Linked DNA regions of Zea mays: region 1 is linked to region 2. The links are chromatin contacts, called in public Hi-C maps. All regions are on one chromosome and are shown on one strand. Each heading gives the region's core, a stretch centred on a gene start, on an enhancer-like site or on the middle of the called end of the contact. The rest is flanking DNA. Distances are from core to core; before and after follow the strand shown. Region 1 holds the start of LOC103654100 (signal peptide peptidase-like 4). Region 2 holds the start of LOC100277414.

Region 1 (2,828 bases), core at 173-2,672, 190 kb before region 2:
ATTTAGGACATGAGCCAGTAGCAAAAAGACTATAATAGATAACCTTCAACGAGAGAATCCCAGCAGCTTAGATGAGTTGAATGAGCTTACACTAAAGCTGGGCTTTATCTAAAATAGGAAAGTGGAATAAGCCAACAACACCGGGTTCCGCCAACGCATGACCTATAATTCCCAAGTGGCAGTATTCTTTTTTTTTCATTCAATCAATTGCCAGCATTCTCAAACTTGAAAGTCGTAAGTGCCATCATGATCATCGTATCTAATGAGGCGCATAAAGGCAACGGGCATACTCCGTGTAATTAACAGCATATCTAATGAAGCTCTAGAGACTCCATAGCCGACGATGCTGTACGCGAGACCGTACGGGCGACCTAATCGTCCCTCTTCCCGTCCAAGCAAATGACGTGGCTGAACACCCAACCCAATCCACACCCAAAAAAATAAAGCGACGGTACGGCCATCCGAGGCGAGATTGCAAACTCCACGAGTCCACGACGAATTCAATCCCTAGTTTAGCCCCAAAAACACCCAATCCGAAACTCACGGGCCCAAACCCTCGCCAGCATCGCACCAGCTAGACTAAAATCAACTGCGTCGCTTGCGAGGTGACAGACAGGAGGCACCCCATACTAGAGATGGCCAAACGGGCCGGCCCGGCCCGGCCCGGCCCGGGCCCGGTGAAGCCCGGCCAAAACCGGGCCGGGCCTGCTGAGCCAGCGGGCTTAAGTTTCTGTCCAAGCCCGGCCCGCAGCGGGCCTAAACGGGCCGGGCCGGCCCGTTTAGCACGAAATAACGGGCCGAAAAGCGGGCTAAACGGGCCGGTAAGCACGTTTTAGTGTAAAAAAAACGGGTTTAACGGGCTTAGAGGTAAACAGGCCGTGCCGGGCTAGCCCGCCGTGCCTAGTTTCCTGTCCAAGCCCGCCCGCTTATTCTACCGTGCCGTGCTCGGACCGGGCCCAAAAAGCGGGCTTCGTGCCGGGCTCACGGGCCTCGTGCTTTTTGGCCATCTATACCCCATACCAGCACGAAGTCGTTGGAGCAGCCGGGGATCTTGGGCGCCTCGTCGTCCTGGTGCACGATGTCCCCTCCGGCCGCCACGGCCGCCAGCGCCGCCAGCGCGAGCAGAACCGCCGCGAGCTCCAGCGCCCTGCGGGCCATGACCACCAGCGCCCAGCGGAGACAGCGAGGCGGGCACGATGCGACGGATTTCGACGCTGATCTGCGTGTGCGCTGGAGTAGGAGGAGTATCGCCCTTGTTTTGACAGAAAATAGAAGGCTGCCTCCCTCGCTTTTCCCTCCGCTTTCGTTGTGGGCGTCCGTTTTCTCGGGGCGGAACCAAGCAATGGTCTTATCGGCGGCTGCTCTACGGACTACGGTCATCCGTTGGGTACGGCAGGAGGGCCCACCGTCAGACGCTTCTTCTTCGTCGCCTTCCCGTCACCGTCAACTGCGTAGGGCGATCCGATACGGCACTAGGCAGTCACACGAAGCAACAGTGGTCAGTGGTCGTGATATGAACTCATGTCTGGAGTTTTGACTGTTGTTTTTCTTGTATGAGAAATGACGAAGAACTAACGGACTGTTTGGATCTTATGAACTAAAAAAATGACTTAAGTTTAGTCACTATATAAGCTATCCAAACTAAAAGAGCTAAAAGTGATTAGAACGGTAAAAATATGTCCTATGAGTCATTTTTAATGTTTGAGTTTTTAGCTCTTAAAATAACTATGGCCTCTATCTCTACTACTCCTTAAGTTACTACTGTAGGCGTCCACATACAGTGTTCTGTCTGCTCGCTCTACGGCAACCGCCCCCACCTTTGTCTCCCGCCATTTGCGCCAAGAATCGCAGCCATCTCCGCGCCCCTCTCTACAATCCGCCGCCATCCATGGCAGCGCTGTCCGCGCCCACAAATCACACACAGATTCATGGCAGCCGTGCCCCGCTCTCCTCTCTGTAGTCGCCCGCCATCCATGGCAGCGTCTGTCCGCGCCCACAAATCGCGCGTAGGTTCATGGCAGCCGCGCCCCGCTCCCAAATTTCCTCCGCGCCAGGGATCCACCGCGAATCGCCCATGGTAGCCGCGCTCCATCCGCCCCCTTCCATCCATGGCAGTCGCTCCATCCGCGCCCTCTTTCTTCCCATCCTCCCCCTCAAAGATCTCGTCCACCTGGTCCCCCTGTAATACTCTCTGGGAGCAGGGCCACCAATGCAGACGTCCCTCGTCGCGGCGCAGCTGTGGCCTACGCTCGACGTGCCCGACCTGCTCCGCCACGCTGACCTGGTTATCCGAGGTCAGCCGCATCGAGGAGGTCGAGGAGCCCATCAAGCCAGTGCTCACCTTCGCCTCGCCGTCCGAGAGAAGGTTAGAGGGGGGAAAAGGAGCAGGCCAAATTCATCGGTGGCGGTGTCTGAACCCACCTCATGCCGTCCCTCACAAGTCACGAGCTTTCTCTACTGCGGCTACATGTCCCTCGCCTAGATCGAGTGGCCAGCAGACGAGAAAATGGTGGCGTCGAGTTGGTGGCGCGTGAGGGGTGCTACCACTTCCGGATCCGAATCTCACCATCCCCTCCGCTTTCTTGCCTCCAGGTCTGGGTGCCGTCGGGAGGAGAGAATAGCCTCCAGGACGTCGCCACTGGTGTTCAAGAGGGTGGCCGATATCCAAGCCATCGTTGAGTCCGGCCGCTTCAAGGCAAGCTCCTTCCACTTCCCAACAATTAAGATATTACCTGCTTTAATCACAATCGCTCTGCCCCTCCCGATGCTTTGCTGGCCTTCGCGGGTCACTGTCCACAGTAGTAGTTGCAAATGCTTAGGATTCGCCT
Region 2 (2,898 bases), core at 262-2,761:
GGTTGAAAGAGACTCGGTCTTTGTGACCACCTCAACGGGGACTAGGTTCTTTGGAACCGAACCTCGGTAAAACAAATCACCGTGTCATCCGCTCTATTTCTTTGGTTGATTTGTTTTCCCCTCTCTCCCGGACTCAGATTTAATTATAACGCTAACCCCGGCTTGCAGCGTGTTTAAGTTATAAATTTTAGATTCCGCCTATCCACCCCCCTCTAGGCGACTGTCAGTTTACATCGGTTTGGGTTAGCTGGCAAGTACGTTATTTGATGGTCATGTCCCGTCTGCCTGTCCTGTGTGTGTTTGTTTTCTCTCTCTCTATGTCGTTGAAATTTATTGCTGCGTTGTGCTAGCAGCTGTTTTGTAATCTGTGGTCTGCCACGACTCTAAGTAAATGTTTTTTCTTGTTTTCCTTAAAAATGAGGTCGTTGAGGCGTGACTCAGTCATGCCGGAATCAATAAAATTCAAGTGGGAGCCTCTTCCTACGTTGTCAGTCAAAAAATTCTGTGATGGTTAATACGTGAACTAATATAACAACACTCTATAGAAATATTATTACATCTTTACATGTAGTAGCACTAATTTTGTTCCTATGAAGAACCAAAACTTCTTGCCATCCCTTCTTCTCTTGAATTGCATCGTTTGTAGCAAGCTCCCCTGAAAACCGTGCACTTAAGCATGACAAGCATCCCAAGAAGAAAACACACCAGTTTGATGCCCCAGCATGTACTACACATCAAGCCATAGCTGTAAATTTTGTTAGAACATAATACAATGCAAGGTATAGTTACATAGAATCATTATAGGCATGAATTGTGCTTAGTAACCCACTAGATAATTCAATATATAGATCACATCGTAATAGGCAATGGGCATTAATCTCAGACCAAGGTAGCAAGAAATGAACATTTGCAATCAGCTTCCCCGTGGGGGGCTACAAATACCCAGCGAGTGGCACAAAAGGAAGACGGAAAGTCGGTAACCTTAGACTTCCCCGCGCAACCACACCTGCATTGTGGGAGCCACGTTTTGGAGTCCGCGCTCCTCCCTCGCGTTCGTAGCGAGCTAGGCCAAGAAGAAACAGAAAGTCGCTGACGTTTTCCCGCTAGGCTTAGGAGGGAGGAATGCACATGCGGATATAAACCTCTAGATATGGTATAAACAACCAAACTAGTGAGACCTATATTTGATGGGCCTCGCTAAGCTGAATGTAACCAATCGAACGCCCATTTAAGGCTATCCTCAATAGATTATCCACCTCTATCATTATATTTAAACTCCACCCTATTAATAAGTGGTCTATATTAAAAAACAATAAAAAATAATATTTTGAGTACGTATTGACGCAGATACTACAAAATACGTTTTCACATAGTGGGTTTATGTGTTTCCTCTCACGAAGCGCGATGCAAATGGCTCGCCGTTCCGTCGCCCCAACCGAACGGACGTGACACGCACGCACGGACGCACGGCACGCGGACACGGCGCGCGCGCGGCGACTCCGGGCTGGGGTCTCCCTCTTCCCTTCCCTCAGATCCAACTCCGTTTCTCCATTCCCTCCCTAGCCCAGCCAGGGAACCAGTCTCAGTGAATCCCGCGCCCGGATCAATCTCGCCCAAGGAAGCAGCTCTTCACGACTTGCTTCCAGATCCATCCATCCATCCATCCATCCATCCGAGGTTGGGCCGTGGGGGTGTCGGTGCGGTGGGAAATGGGGAAGGGGATCAGCGGCGACGCCCGCCTCGCCGCGGCGCCTTACGACCAGTGGGTGCTGCTGAGCCCCGCCGGGGGCTCGCCGCGCCCGCCCGCGCGCTACAAGGTACGGTTCCTGCCTTTCTGCTGCTGCCGCTTCTGTTATACCTGCTACTGTATTATACGATCGATTTCCTCGTCACCATTACCGTCGCTGGCGGCGATCTCGCTGTGATTGGGCGACCAGCAGTGCGAGGAACCCCGTCATCATCATCAGTTCATATTTCATTGCTTGGTATAAATTCGGTCGGTGCAAACAGATTCTCGGCTGCAGCAGAATGCAGCCAGCACGAACCGCGCCCTAGTTCTGCCTCTTGGTGGCCGACCCCTATGTCTAGCGGCTAGTTTTAGCTTTAGCTCATGAGGGTCGAGGGACATTGGCCCATCAAGCAGTGATTTCCATCCATGTGAAATGACGGAATCAGTTAGATGTGCTGGCCTTCGTTTGCTGTGCGATGATCCAACCCTCTGGTTAACCGCTCTCACATATGTAACAGCATGCTGCCCAAGTGGTTCAAGACAAGCTGTACGTTGTCGGAGGGAGTCGCAACGGCCGTTCTCTATCGGACGTCCAGGTTTGCCAGGCCCACTAAATATCGTCCCTCGCAATTTCCTTTTACCTATAATTGAACAAACTTGGACACGTTTGGCAGGTTTTTGATTTTAAGACATCCTCTTGGTCAGCGTTAAGCCCTGCTAGAGGCTCAAAACATCCCAACCATGAAAATGATGCCACAGGTGGATCGTTCCCAGCATTAGCAGGCCACAGTATGGTAAACACGCCATCCTACCCTTTTGATGGTTTTTTTTTACTGTCTTGTAGCTCTGCAGCCTCTTTTGCTCATTTGATCTAAACAGCTATCATGATATATGCTGGTCGTTGTCTTTTTGCTCAGGTCAAGTGGAAAAACTATCTCCTGGCCGTAGCTGGGAGCACAAGGTCGTCATCATCATTAAATAAGGTTTCAGGTATTTGAGTATTTCTTTACGAAAACATTATGTTTTTTTCACATACTAAACTTAGAGCAGAGAAATGTGAGATCATCGATTTCCTTCCGCACACACATAGTTCTCAGTACACCAGTAATTCAGTTGTTTTCCGTGCTCCGTTGATGTACCCCTTTTCCCAAAACATTGCCTGTTGCTTG

The links. A called contact is a pair of places that touch in the nucleus more often than the background predicts.
Region 1: a Hi-C map of endosperm shows a contact between it and region 2, with 3 times the contacts expected there. The contact joins the promoter of LOC103654100 here to the promoter of LOC100277414 in region 2. A contact is called at or near these places in 7 of 25 Hi-C or Micro-C datasets (bundle sheath, ear, endosperm and 3 more).

The regions. Positions count from the first base shown.
Region 1 is chr4:175,138,222-175,141,049 of Zm-B73-REFERENCE-NAM-5.0, forward strand. It overlaps LOC103654100 (signal peptide peptidase-like 4), which reads right to left and starts at 1,423. Exons shown (of 14, transcript XM_035967415.1): 1 at 1,407-1,423.
Region 2 is chr4:175,324,788-175,327,685 of Zm-B73-REFERENCE-NAM-5.0, forward strand. It overlaps LOC100277414, which reads left to right and starts at 1,512. Exons shown (of 13, transcript NM_001150979.1): 1 at 1,512-1,817; 2 at 2,248-2,325; 3 at 2,404-2,523; 4 at 2,647-2,719. The coding sequence starts at 1,710.